Regions from separate parts of the Sus scrofa genome. Here all the other regions are linked to region 1. The links are chromatin contacts, called in public Hi-C and HiChIP or PLAC-seq maps. All regions are on one chromosome and are shown on one strand. Each heading gives the region's core, a stretch centred on a gene start, on an enhancer-like site or on the middle of the called end of the contact. The rest is flanking DNA. Distances are from core to core; before and after follow the strand shown.

Region 1 (3,684 bases), core at 768-3,267:
GAAAAAAGACTGAGAAAAAGCTGCAGATTTTGACATTTAGGAGACCCCTTGGAGACATGGGATAAGGTAGCTTGAGTAAAGCTGAAGAAGCTGAAGCCCCAGTAGGAGGATTTAAGGAGTAGCAGTGAATTAAACTAGCTGGCAGCCTCACTCAGGTGAAGGGTGACCAAGACATTGTACTATCACATACATACCAAGTCCCTCAATAAGGTGGCAGTTCTGAGGTTCTACTGGCTCCACTTCTCGATATGCGTTAGTTTTTTCTCTGTAGAAAATAAAAACTCTGGCATCAATGCACAATATCCAAAATCAATGCCTAAACATGGTCTTTAATCATCTTCATATTCATTAATTCTGTTTCTCATCATTTATGGATGATAATATCAAATAAGTAGGTACCTCCTTTTATTGACATGTATTTACATAATGTGGACATTATGTGGGTAATGTGCCTATATTATTTATTTAATAATAAATATTAGTTTAAATGCACAAAATAATATTATTTAATGTGCGAAAGTATTGTTTATTATACTTTGGTTCCCCTAACCCCCTAGAATCTTGTCCTCACTGCTTTCCCAAAATTCAACAGGGTCTCCTAATAGCTAAGCCCTGTAGCTTTTGCTTTATTATTTTAAGAAATATCATGCTAATTTACTTTGAAGTATGTGAATTCCTTAAACTGACCACAATTTAAACAATTGGCCAAATTATTTTTGAATATAGTGTTATTTCCACAGTGAAACATTCTTCTAAATATCAGGAACAATTGTACATTTTTATTAAACTGTATTCAGGAAGATTCTACACTTAGACTTATCTTACTGTCACTTAAAAATATGCCTTAGAACTACTTTATAATTATTATTATTATTTTTTTTATAAATCACTTGGGTTCACTGGGAGCAAATGTAGTAATAAACTCTCTCAAGCCAAACTAGAAAGTACTATCAAAAGGCGTCAGGCTTCTCAGTGGATTCTAGATGTGAACTTCTGAGGTGGCCAGCTTCTACTTAGATAAATAAAAGCAACACAAAGACAAGTGAAGGCAAGTAGAGGCTGATAGATCCATTCAGAAATGCATATTATTGCCTAACATTTCTTTTTACTAGTCCCGTATTAAATTTTCCTGAGATATTTCTGGTATGTCTATCACTGTAGATGGTCCACTTTCAAAGGTGAGGTCAGGTACCTACAAAATGCTAGTTAGCCCCTCAGGTTTCAGTTTATTTTCCTCTGACTAGCTCTTTTAATCTGGGATAAATTCTGTAACCCAGTACTCCTCAATGTTCTTCTGGCCTTTGGGCAACCTCTCAGTCAGCAGTAAACGTCCAGCTGGTAGCCTGGTCGGCTCGCCCAAGTCCAGCGCTTCCAGCAGATTTAGTTTGTTTAGGAGCAGAATGCTGAGGGCGACGTGGGAAAGGGGTCCTGGCTTTCAGGAAATAAATTGGGGCATTTCTGCCTTATCATTTCAAGAAAGGCAAGAAGTCAGCTCAGTTTTCACATCCCTGGAATTGAGGAGTCCCCAGACTGCACATTCTTAAGCTTTAGAAAGGCAGCATGCGACAGCGCTTACCCTAAAGTGCAAGAGGAAAGAGCCAAGGATACTCTCACTAAGATGCCAATTTACCTTAATGCCACTAATCTCTCCCCGATTAAGGCTAGGAAGGCGCCCAGCAGAGTCAGAGCCACCAGCTTCCCCATGATCCTTGAGCAGCAATGAGCCAGGCAGAGCCCTGGGGGAAGAAGCAGTGGACAGGCGCCTGCCTTAACGCCCAGCCCGCCCCGGCCCGCTGTCTTGCCTCCGTGGAGGAGCAGGTGAGCTGCCAGGGCCCTGTCAGGGGGTTGCCCCGCCCCGCCCCGCCCTACAGCCTGGGGCTCAAGGTCACCTTGACCCTCCTGGGAGGTTCAAGGAAACCTTTAATCTTAATTGAAGGAATCCTTTTTTTCCCCTTTCTTTTCTTTTTTTTAAATCAAGGCTCAAGAGCCTGGAGCCCTGGATTCAGGGCTGGTTCTCTTAGCAGCTTTGGCAACATCCTACTTGTTGGCAGGAGAATAGAGGGAGTTTGCTGCCAAAAGCTACGAACTTGGACCTCTGGTCCGTCAGAGGACTGAAAGGGGAATGGGGGTGGGGAGGGGGGCCAGGAAAGAGGGGAGCTAATGTTGAGGGCCTGAAACTTCGCGTTGGTGGAAGGCAAGGAGTAATATGAGATGGTGGAGAATTGATGCCTAGACACAGGTAGGATGATAAATGAAAGTAATCGAAGGGAAGAGCTTTAACTCACCCTTCTCCAAGATTTGGAGCACAGGACCTTATCCTATGGCTTTGTGCCCTGCCTCTGAATGCTGACTGTGATGGGCACCCTGTTCAATTTGTTGACTTGGCAGATTTGTGAATATATCTGCTCCCAGCATTTGGGATAAGAAAAATCAGAAGTGAAGGAAAAGAAAGAAATAGAATAGGTAACATTAAGATGAGCAAAATTGGGGGGGGAGGGATTTGTTTCTGTAGCAACTGCTGTATGCGTTGCATTGTGTCTAGAACTTTTCCTGTGTTAATTTTTGATTCTCAGTACTTCTCTGAGGTAGGTAACATCCCAGTTTTATAGGTGAGAAATCCGAGGCACAGAGTAGCTGTATAACTTGCCCTAGGTCACACAGCTGCAGAGTCAGGCAGTCTGGCTCCAGAGTCTGTGCCTTTCCTTAACTGTGCTGCTTCTATTAAAGCTGTGGAAAAGAGGCTACCTGAAGGAACACTGTAACATCTGGAGTTGTATTGATAAGATAATTATTTTTAAGATGATTAATTTTAAAAGAATTCAGGCAAAGGAGGGATTGAATGCTATTTTCCTGAGGACAAATAAGAGGAGAGATGTGAAGATCGGAGTGCTCCCAAAGCTGAGGCACCAGGAGGTGTGGTGCAGGCATGCATGCAGGGTTTGGGGCTCATGCTGCCTGGGCTGGATCCAGCCTGGATAAGGTGCTTGACTTTCCAACACTGCAGAGTCTTCTTTTGTAAAAGAACATCTGCCTCATAGGTGGTTTAAAGTCAAAATGTTATGATGAATGCAAAATGCTCACCACTGTGCTTGGTACATTGTAAGAAGCCAATAAGCATTAACTATCATTTAGATCTGAACCTCCACATGAGAGTTTAGGCTAGTTATAGGGAGAGACCCCTATGCCATTGATCACTAGGTCTTCCAGTGCTAGTCATAGATCTTTGTGCTTTGTAGCTGCTCTCTAAAAATTGATTAGGTGGATGACTGTAAGATATGGACTTGGGTGAAGGAAAAATTGGAAAAATAAAAAGAAATGGAGTGGACGATGAAATAGAAATAATTGTCTTATGCGCTAAATATTTTGCATGCTTCATCATTACTTCTTATTATCCTCACTTTACAAATAAGGGAAGTAAGGCTTAGAGAGTTTGAGTCATAACTTTCATAAGGTTATATAACTAAGAAGTATCAGAGATTCCATTGGATTCAGGTCAAGGGACCCTAGAGTACTTATTCCTTTACCACTGTGTTTGCTGCCTCCCAGCACGGCATGAAGAAGAGGATAAGAAAGGAAGCACATCCTTGGGCAAGTGATTGCAGGTGCTGTGTCATCTATAGTTTGTTTTAAATTTCTTCACATTAGGCAGAAGTGTGTGTGTGTGTGTGCATTAAGTTATAAGTG
Region 2 (3,684 bases), core at 641-3,140, 43 kb before region 1:
AGAAGGTAGATAAATAAGTCTGTGAAATGACAAAGTAAAATCTTTTTTTGTTTGTTTTGTTATGAAGGAGTTTTCAAAGCTTTCGGTATGCCAGAATGCATTGCTGCTCTCTAAAAAAAGGTGATAATAGATATCTCCCAAATGTATTTGTTCAAGGAGCCTCTTTTTTATGGAGCGAGTCTTGTGATGTGTTCCAAGGAACAAATGTGGGGAGATATTAATATTGGATCAGATAAGCTCTAAGACCTGATGTTGAGAGAGAAACGTTTTAGGGTGGTCACGGTAAAGCTATACTTTTACACAAAAGCATACACAAAATGCTTACAGACGCCATCCTTAGAGTAAATTAAGGAAGATAAACCAGAAAGATAGATTCTCACTCCTTCCTAGCAGATCTGTAACCCTTTAGAGGACATCTGTGGTCGGGGGGGGAGGATTGAAAAATATGGGCAGAACAAACCTAGGGAGAATCAAAAAGAGAAAGCCTAGAAGGGGTGTCAGACATTTATATCTCATTTATTTTCATTATAGGTAATACCACAATGAACACAAATATATATATATAAAATATGATATATTTATATACATTACTATTTTATGTATGTACATAATACATGATATATTCTCATTTGGCAACGAATAGTACTATGATCAATGAAAATCCACATATGGTAATTTTACATGATTAAAAACCCCAAATCACTCTTTCTTACGTTTTTCTAACAGTTTGTGATTCCAAAAATAACCAACCATTAGAAGAAAAAACCCCAATAGTTATAAAACTTACTCTGAATTTAAGTTTCTTAGCAGTCCATAGGGTCATATGATTTTTTTCTAAAAACCCAAATGTTCAGTTTGATTTTTAGTAATGTTTTACTTCAAAGTAAATAACAACAGGGTATTACTGATTAAGCCTTAGGGATTAAGATGATCTCTAGACTTTGAACCCTTAAAAAAGTTACTGTGAAACTCCTGATATAGTCTTAAAAACATTTTTTTCCCCTTGTGAGTACTTGAAGGTTTATAAAATACTTTAAGGAAAGCAGGGCACTAACATTTATTGAATAGTCACTATATCCAGGCACAGTGTTAGATGCTTCTGATACAAGGTTTATTGAAGCAGCTAATAATTTAGAAATATAAAGTCATTTGTTTAAGATCCCACAGTGGGAGGGATGTAGCAAGAGCCCAGGAGGTCAAATGCCAATGCTGGTGTTCTCTCCCCTTGGCCCCACCCAGCCCCCACTGGAGCAGGTGGCCCATTCTTTCCTACCTGCTTCTCCCCACACGAGTTTTCTGTCTCTCTTAACAGTGCGGCCTCAAAATTGAGAATGTCCAGGCAGCCAAGGCAGGAACTCCTTCTCTAACTCACACAATATCATGCCTCCCGCCCCCTGCCACTCTGGTTATCTGTTTTGAAGCAAAAGTTGAGAAGTGAATCTAGCCAAGATACACCTATATTCATGAAAAATTGTGTGTGCCAACAGCTTGGCCGCTCACACCCATGAGTCTTTTTAACCTCTCTCCCAGGCGGAGAGCAAGGGTATGCTTCCAGGTGGCTGGGGAAAGTGGGCTATTTATGAAATTGCTGTGGCAGATAAGGCCAGCACTCGCCTGAAGATTTTCTGAGAGCCTGGAACCTGCTTGGGAATCAGGGGAGCCTCCTGGGCCAGGCTAGAGGGTGGGACAGATAGGACCATGCAGCAGCCCTCGGCACAACCCAACTTACAGATAAGAAGACCGATGATCCCTGAAGAGTGCTAGCCCCAGCCCCAAGAGGGTGAGCACCATCAGCTTCGCCATGGTCCGACAGACCTTGGAAGAATGGACAGACAGATGCACCCAAGATAGGAGATGTACCAGAGACTTTTCCTGCCTGCAGCCTCAGGCTGCCCAAGGTTGGTCCCACCCCTCCCCGTCGGGCTGCTCACCCCGCCCCCTGCACCTCAGGCTTGAGGTCAGCGCTGAGACACTTTAAAGAGAGGAGACTGAGAACGAGCTGCCTAGACTGAGTGAAAAGGGGGGTAAAACAAGCAGATTAGAGGAAATAGCTGTGGGAAAGGAGAGACGAGCTTTGAGGAGCGCTCACTTTGTGCTAACAAGCTTCTAATCCTGGTGGCTCAGAAGGGTTCAGTAACTTGATCACCGTGACTCAGTCTGGAAACGCACAGAAGGAAGAGAGGGCTGTGCTTGAGCCCTCTAAGCCCTACTGAGCAAAGCAGAGTAGGAGGTGCCTCCACATACCCATCTCTGCCTTCTCTCCTGTTACCATGAGTGAGGTGTTTCCTGCTTCACTAAAGGCCAGCTCTTCTTTTTACTCTGGGCCCCCTTTTTTTCTTTTCTTCAGGATTTTGGTCCCAGTTACAATTTCTCTCTCCTACAACATCCACCTCTTCCTCTTTTCTGGAGTATTGCCGTCAAATACCCCCATGCTTTAGTGTCACTCCTCATAGTTTTCTGGGTTAAAATGCTCTTTGATCTCACATTCTAACTACTTACTGTTCTCTTTCTCTGCTCCTCTGTTAAAAAAAAATCTCTTTGGAATACTTGTCAACAGTTGTTGCTTCCATCTTAGTAACTCTTGTAACAGATAAATGATGGCTACAAATTCTTTGACATTGTTCCTGTTGAAAAGTGGGACACAGGTTCTCTCCCGTGAAGTTGAAGCTGTCTCTGTGAATGCCTTAATTGAGTAATGCAGTTGTGCTATTCAAGTTTGCAAATCATTCTCAGATTGTAACTGCTTTGGGCACAGATCACCACTTCCTTCTTTTTAAATCCTTTCCTGTCTTAGATTCATGATTCTACCCTCTCCCAGTCTTTCTCCAGCTTTCTTGGTCTTCTTTGCAGGATTCTCCTGTCACTGATCTCAACATGATGAAGCCCTTGGATAGTTCTCATTCCAGTGGGTTTCCATACCATCAGTGCGCTGGTGCTTCCAAAATGTCCATACCTAGCTCAGGCCTCTTATGGTGGCTCTAAAAGATCATCCTGGAAATGTCTACTTAAAGTGGCGTAAGCCACATCCAGAAACATCCTCACATTTTTTCTTCTGTCACTTATTGTTTCTGAAATCAACTTGTTGATTTATTTATACAATCATGCTCTGTTGTGGCCTAATGAAATGTAAGCTTTTTGTGGTCAGGGTTTTTGCCTTTTCCCCACTGCGATCCCAGGGCGTAGAAGAGAGGCTGGCAAAAAGTGATCCCTTATTAGACATTTAATGACTGGCTGGTGAGTGCTCACTTTCTGCTAACTGGCTGCCTAGTTGACACTCCCACTGGAGAGTCTAATATATTCTTCAAAATATCTCCAAAGCAGAACTGTTGATTCCCTCACATCAACATGTTGTATCCTCTAAGCCCTCCACACTTCAATAAATGGGACCACTGCTATCTAGTCACTCAGACCCCAAGTCTAGACATTTTTGTTCACCCATCTCTTTCTCTCCCACCTTCTTGAACCAAACATATGAGTCATAGGCTCTACTGCTGTATTAATTGGCTACTGCTGCACAATAAATTGCATAAAAATATACCAATTAAGAGCAACAGACATTCATTATGTCAGAATTTCTATGGGTCAGGTATGTGGGAATAACATTGCTGGCTACTCTGACCCAAGGTCTCTCATGAGTTGGAAGCTGAACTGACAGAGTTGCTGTGATGGTTAATTTCATGTGTC
Region 3 (3,684 bases), core at 863-3,362, 33 kb after region 1:
TTTTATCTGCCTTTCTAGCCACCCAACATTCATCCCAACTTTCTCACATCAGCCAATAAGAGGCATCAACTGTCCAGTGAAGTTACTACCCTATGAAGTCACTGCTCAATAAAGTTTATTATAGTTGTCTTCGTAAAGAAAAGATGCATTAAATTTTAAATTGCCTACCATGTGCATTCTATGTAAATAAGCTTCATTTATTTTTTCTTAGGTTTGCAACTGCATTTGTGACTTATAAGGACTTAAATTTAAAATCTTAAGATTAATAAGAAAGAATTGACTGGTAATTGACAAAATGTCAACTCATAGAAACATTAGTGGTTTGAACTTTAGGGACAATTTAATGAACTTGAGAATTTAGTGGTCTTGCTTTTGAAACCAAGAGCTGGACAGACAGATCATACAAAATCATCCAACTCAAAAATGTTCTGCAAAGCAGGAAGGTCATTTACATAACACACAAATAAGCTCAAGATGTCTATTTCTTTCCAGTAAATGTTCCTCTTCCAACTCTGACTGTTCCTGCTGCTTAGACACTGTTCCTCCTCCTGGCACTTTTATCAGCAGATGAAACTACGGCTAAGACGCAGAGACGGAAACTCCAGTATCGCCTTTGACTTACCCTTTATCCCTGGAGTTTCAGAGTTAAGGCCTCTGTGATTCTCTCCAAAATTCCTGTTCTTTAACTAGTATCCCCATGTCTATTTGCCCTCTATACTGGTACTTGTCAGCTCTAACTGTATATTAGAATTATCAGGAGAATTTTTAAAAATGAAAAATACTCAGGCCTGGGCCCCACCCAGATGGACAGAATCAGAATTGCTGGGAGTGCAGCCCAGTTAGCATGAGAACCACCACTCTGCTCTAATCCAGCCTCCCAGGCCATCTCTACACAGCCCAACTGGTTATGCTTTAGATGGTTTCAACAGGTACCTGTTTAAAAAATAGAACACACAATAAATAGTTCCGCTCTGCCTATCAAAGCAGGCCCCAATTTTCCAACATATATTTAACCACCTCAAACCCCATCCTTCCCCTACCCGTACTATTCTCATCACTTAACTTTCTGCTCTCCTCAAATCTAAAAGTCCCTACCTCATTCCCTTTGTTGAGGCACAATTCCTATCTGTTTCACCCATCCCGCAAGGACAATGTCAAAAGTCCCTTCCTCCTGAACTCCACCTTCAGGAACTGTAACTCTTCCTCAAGCCTGTAGGGATTGGTTTGTACCTGTCCTGAACATCCTAATTTATCTATTTGTTTTATTTCTCTTCTGCCCTATAATCGGATGAACTTTTTAAGGGTAAGGACGGTGACTTACTAGATTACAGGAGCCCAAGAGAGCATGGTATAGATTAAGCACTCAGCATTTCTAGAATTCTTTCGCCTAGAAGCTTATAAAATTTGAGTTGATAATTCGGAGACTATGACGTCTGCCTCCCCGAGTTTTCTTCATTATACCGAAGATGTGAGATGGACTAGGCGTGTCCTGTTTGGCATTCTAGCCTCAGGGTTCCCGGCCAAAAGATAAATACGGAAGTGATGTAAGGTCACTAGCTGAGTATCTCGGGTATCTTTGATCTACTGCGCCAAGATTAGAGAGCAGCGGAAGAGTTTCTCTAACTCTGCAGGAGAGGGATGGAGAACAACTCTGTTAAAGACCGAGGCTGGTTGGAGCAACAAAGAGAAGCGGCACCAGTGACCTGAAAGAAATCTTTATAATTAAAGTTTCAGTGCATGAGTCACAGTTTTGTTTTCAAGTTAAAGTACAGGGTTTGCCCTCGAGTAAACTCCAAAGAACTCGCTTCTTCAGCCTGGGGAGAAAAGAACTTTGTGAACAGCCAAGGCTGGTAAACTTTTTAGGAAGTCTCGCGATTCAGCCCAAACGGTGCAGGGTTTTGCTGGCAGCTGGGGGTGGGGTGGAGGCGACCCGCGGGGAGGGGGAGCAGCGCGGTGCAGAGTTCCTCCCCGGCCGCGAGTGTCCCCGCTCGCCCGCACCCCGGCCACCTCGAGCAGGGACCCCAGGGAGCCCCACCTACCTGAGCGCCAGGAGCCTCTCGCCCAGGAGCGCCAGCGCTATCCCCAGCAAGCTCAGAGCCAGCAACCGCCCCATGGCCTCGCTCGGCCCGGCCCGGGAGCACTGTGGGCGGCGCCCGCCGTCCGGCTCCAGCGCGCGGGCCGCGCTCCGCCCCGAGGTCCGCGAGCCCGGCTGGCTCCTGATCGCGGGCCGCGGCAGCCCCGCCCTCGGCCCAGCCCTTGGCCTTTGTCGCCACTAAACTACTCTTCTGACACCTTCCCGCCCAGGTTAAGCCAAGATTGTGACACAATGAAGTCCTTCATCTCCTTTTGCAAACAGACTACCCAGCAGGAATCTGAAGTAGTACACAGGCCTTCTCAGTTCTCTAATCTTCAAAGACATTCCCTTATGTTGTCGATCTGTCAGAATCTTCCGGCAGGCAGTTATGAAGATTTTTTTTTTTTAATTACAGGAAAAGATACTCGGTCATGTCTTGTAAATACATCACGTTGGAGTCACTGCTTTTTTATAACAGGATGTAGCTGAGAACACCGTGTTTTTAAGTAATGCCTCGCTAGACAAGAGATCTAAAAGTCTGAACACTTCTGGACACTGTTTTGATCTAAACTCAGTTTATGGGAGTAAGAGCAAAAACCAAACAAAACTTAAAAAAAAAAAAACCCATAACATGCATAAAGGAAGAAAAAAACTATAAAAAGGAAGCTTCCCCATTAAGATTGAGATAGTTACAGTAAGTGAGTATAGCTGCAATAAGCTTCTGATGGTTACCAGCGCTTAATTTCCACCCTACAGTATGTAGGCAGAAACGGTCACAATTGCCAGTTTTCAACAAACATCAATGTTATTAACAACCAATAAATAAAAACAGATGCCAGATTCACACCCTCTCTGCACAGGGGAGGAGGGAGCGAGGGAAGACCCCTCTGTTTCGGTATGTGCATGTCTGATTCAGTCTTGAGGGATTTTAGTTTATATTCCATGGCAGACAGAGAACTAAATAGTTGTTCTTCGAAAGCTCAGGAGGTTTACCTTTTCTTGTGTTATGGACCCCTCTGGCAGTGAACCTATAGATGCCTTCTCAGAGTAACATTTATAAGTACATACAGTAAAACGCATGGGATGGCAAAGGAGACCAATTACATTCAAATGCAATTGTCAAATATTCTCATGTTTGTGCAGTAATATAGTAGTGTAATGTGTGCTGCATTATTAACACTTTAAATCACAAGATCTAATACCATTCTTTCAAACAGTGATGAGCATAAATGTTATTTCAGGACATCTGCAACACTGTAATGAAATAAAGAAAATAACTCTTATTTACAATAGTAACAAAGTCACAAGTATTGCTAATGCTTTTGAGGTCTGTTTTCTACTTTCATAATTGAGGGAGATGCTAAATTCCATTAGAAATCAAGATTTTTTCCTCATTATTCAAAGTCATAGCCCCTCAGGAATTCTATCCATGGACCACTTTGCTTAAGAATTCCACCATAGTTACCCTGTGACTGGGTAGGTATGAGTGGGATCTCTTCTCTAGGGGTGTTTTTAATGTCAGTCTTGAGAGAAGAGAAGAATCTCTTATATGAAATCAGAATTTAGAGTGAGGACCTAAAAAAGAGAGGGCCTGGGTCTATTGCCAGAGC

Evidence for each region. Hi-C and Micro-C count contacts between places; a contact is called where the count stands out from the background. HiChIP or PLAC-seq counts read pairs in DNA pulled down with a chosen protein or histone mark.
Region 2: an H3K27ac HiChIP or PLAC-seq map of alveolar macrophages shows a contact between it and region 1. The contact joins the promoter of PON1 here to the promoter of PON3 in region 1. A contact is called at or near these places in 1 of 5 promoter capture datasets (liver), 7 of 47 Hi-C or Micro-C datasets (embryonic fibroblasts, liver, omental adipose tissue and 1 more) and 1 of 2 datasets of contacts at active chromatin or transcription factors (alveolar macrophages).
Region 3: a Hi-C map of liver shows a contact between it and region 1, with 5 times the contacts expected there. The contact joins the promoter of PON2 here to the promoter of PON3 in region 1. A contact is called at or near these places in 1 of 5 promoter capture datasets (liver), 6 of 47 Hi-C or Micro-C datasets (heart right ventricle, liver, mesenchymal stem cells and 1 more) and 2 of 2 datasets of contacts at active chromatin or transcription factors (alveolar macrophages and skeletal muscle).

What each region holds. Positions count from the first base shown.
Region 1 is chr9:75,015,925-75,019,608 of Sscrofa11.1, forward strand. It overlaps PON3 (paraoxonase 3), which reads right to left and starts at 2,018. Exons shown (of 10, transcript NM_001044604.1): 1 at 1,890-2,018; 2 at 1,631-1,736; 3 at 195-265. The coding sequence starts at 1,704.
Region 2 is chr9:74,972,818-74,976,501 of Sscrofa11.1, forward strand. It overlaps PON1 (paraoxonase 1), which reads right to left and starts at 1,891. Exons shown (of 9, transcript NM_001097515.2): 1 at 1,730-1,891. The coding sequence starts at 1,803.
Region 3 is chr9:75,049,238-75,052,921 of Sscrofa11.1, forward strand. PON2 (paraoxonase 2) reads right to left here and starts at 2,113. Exons shown (of 9, transcript NM_001123223.1): 1 at 2,040-2,113. The coding sequence starts at 2,113.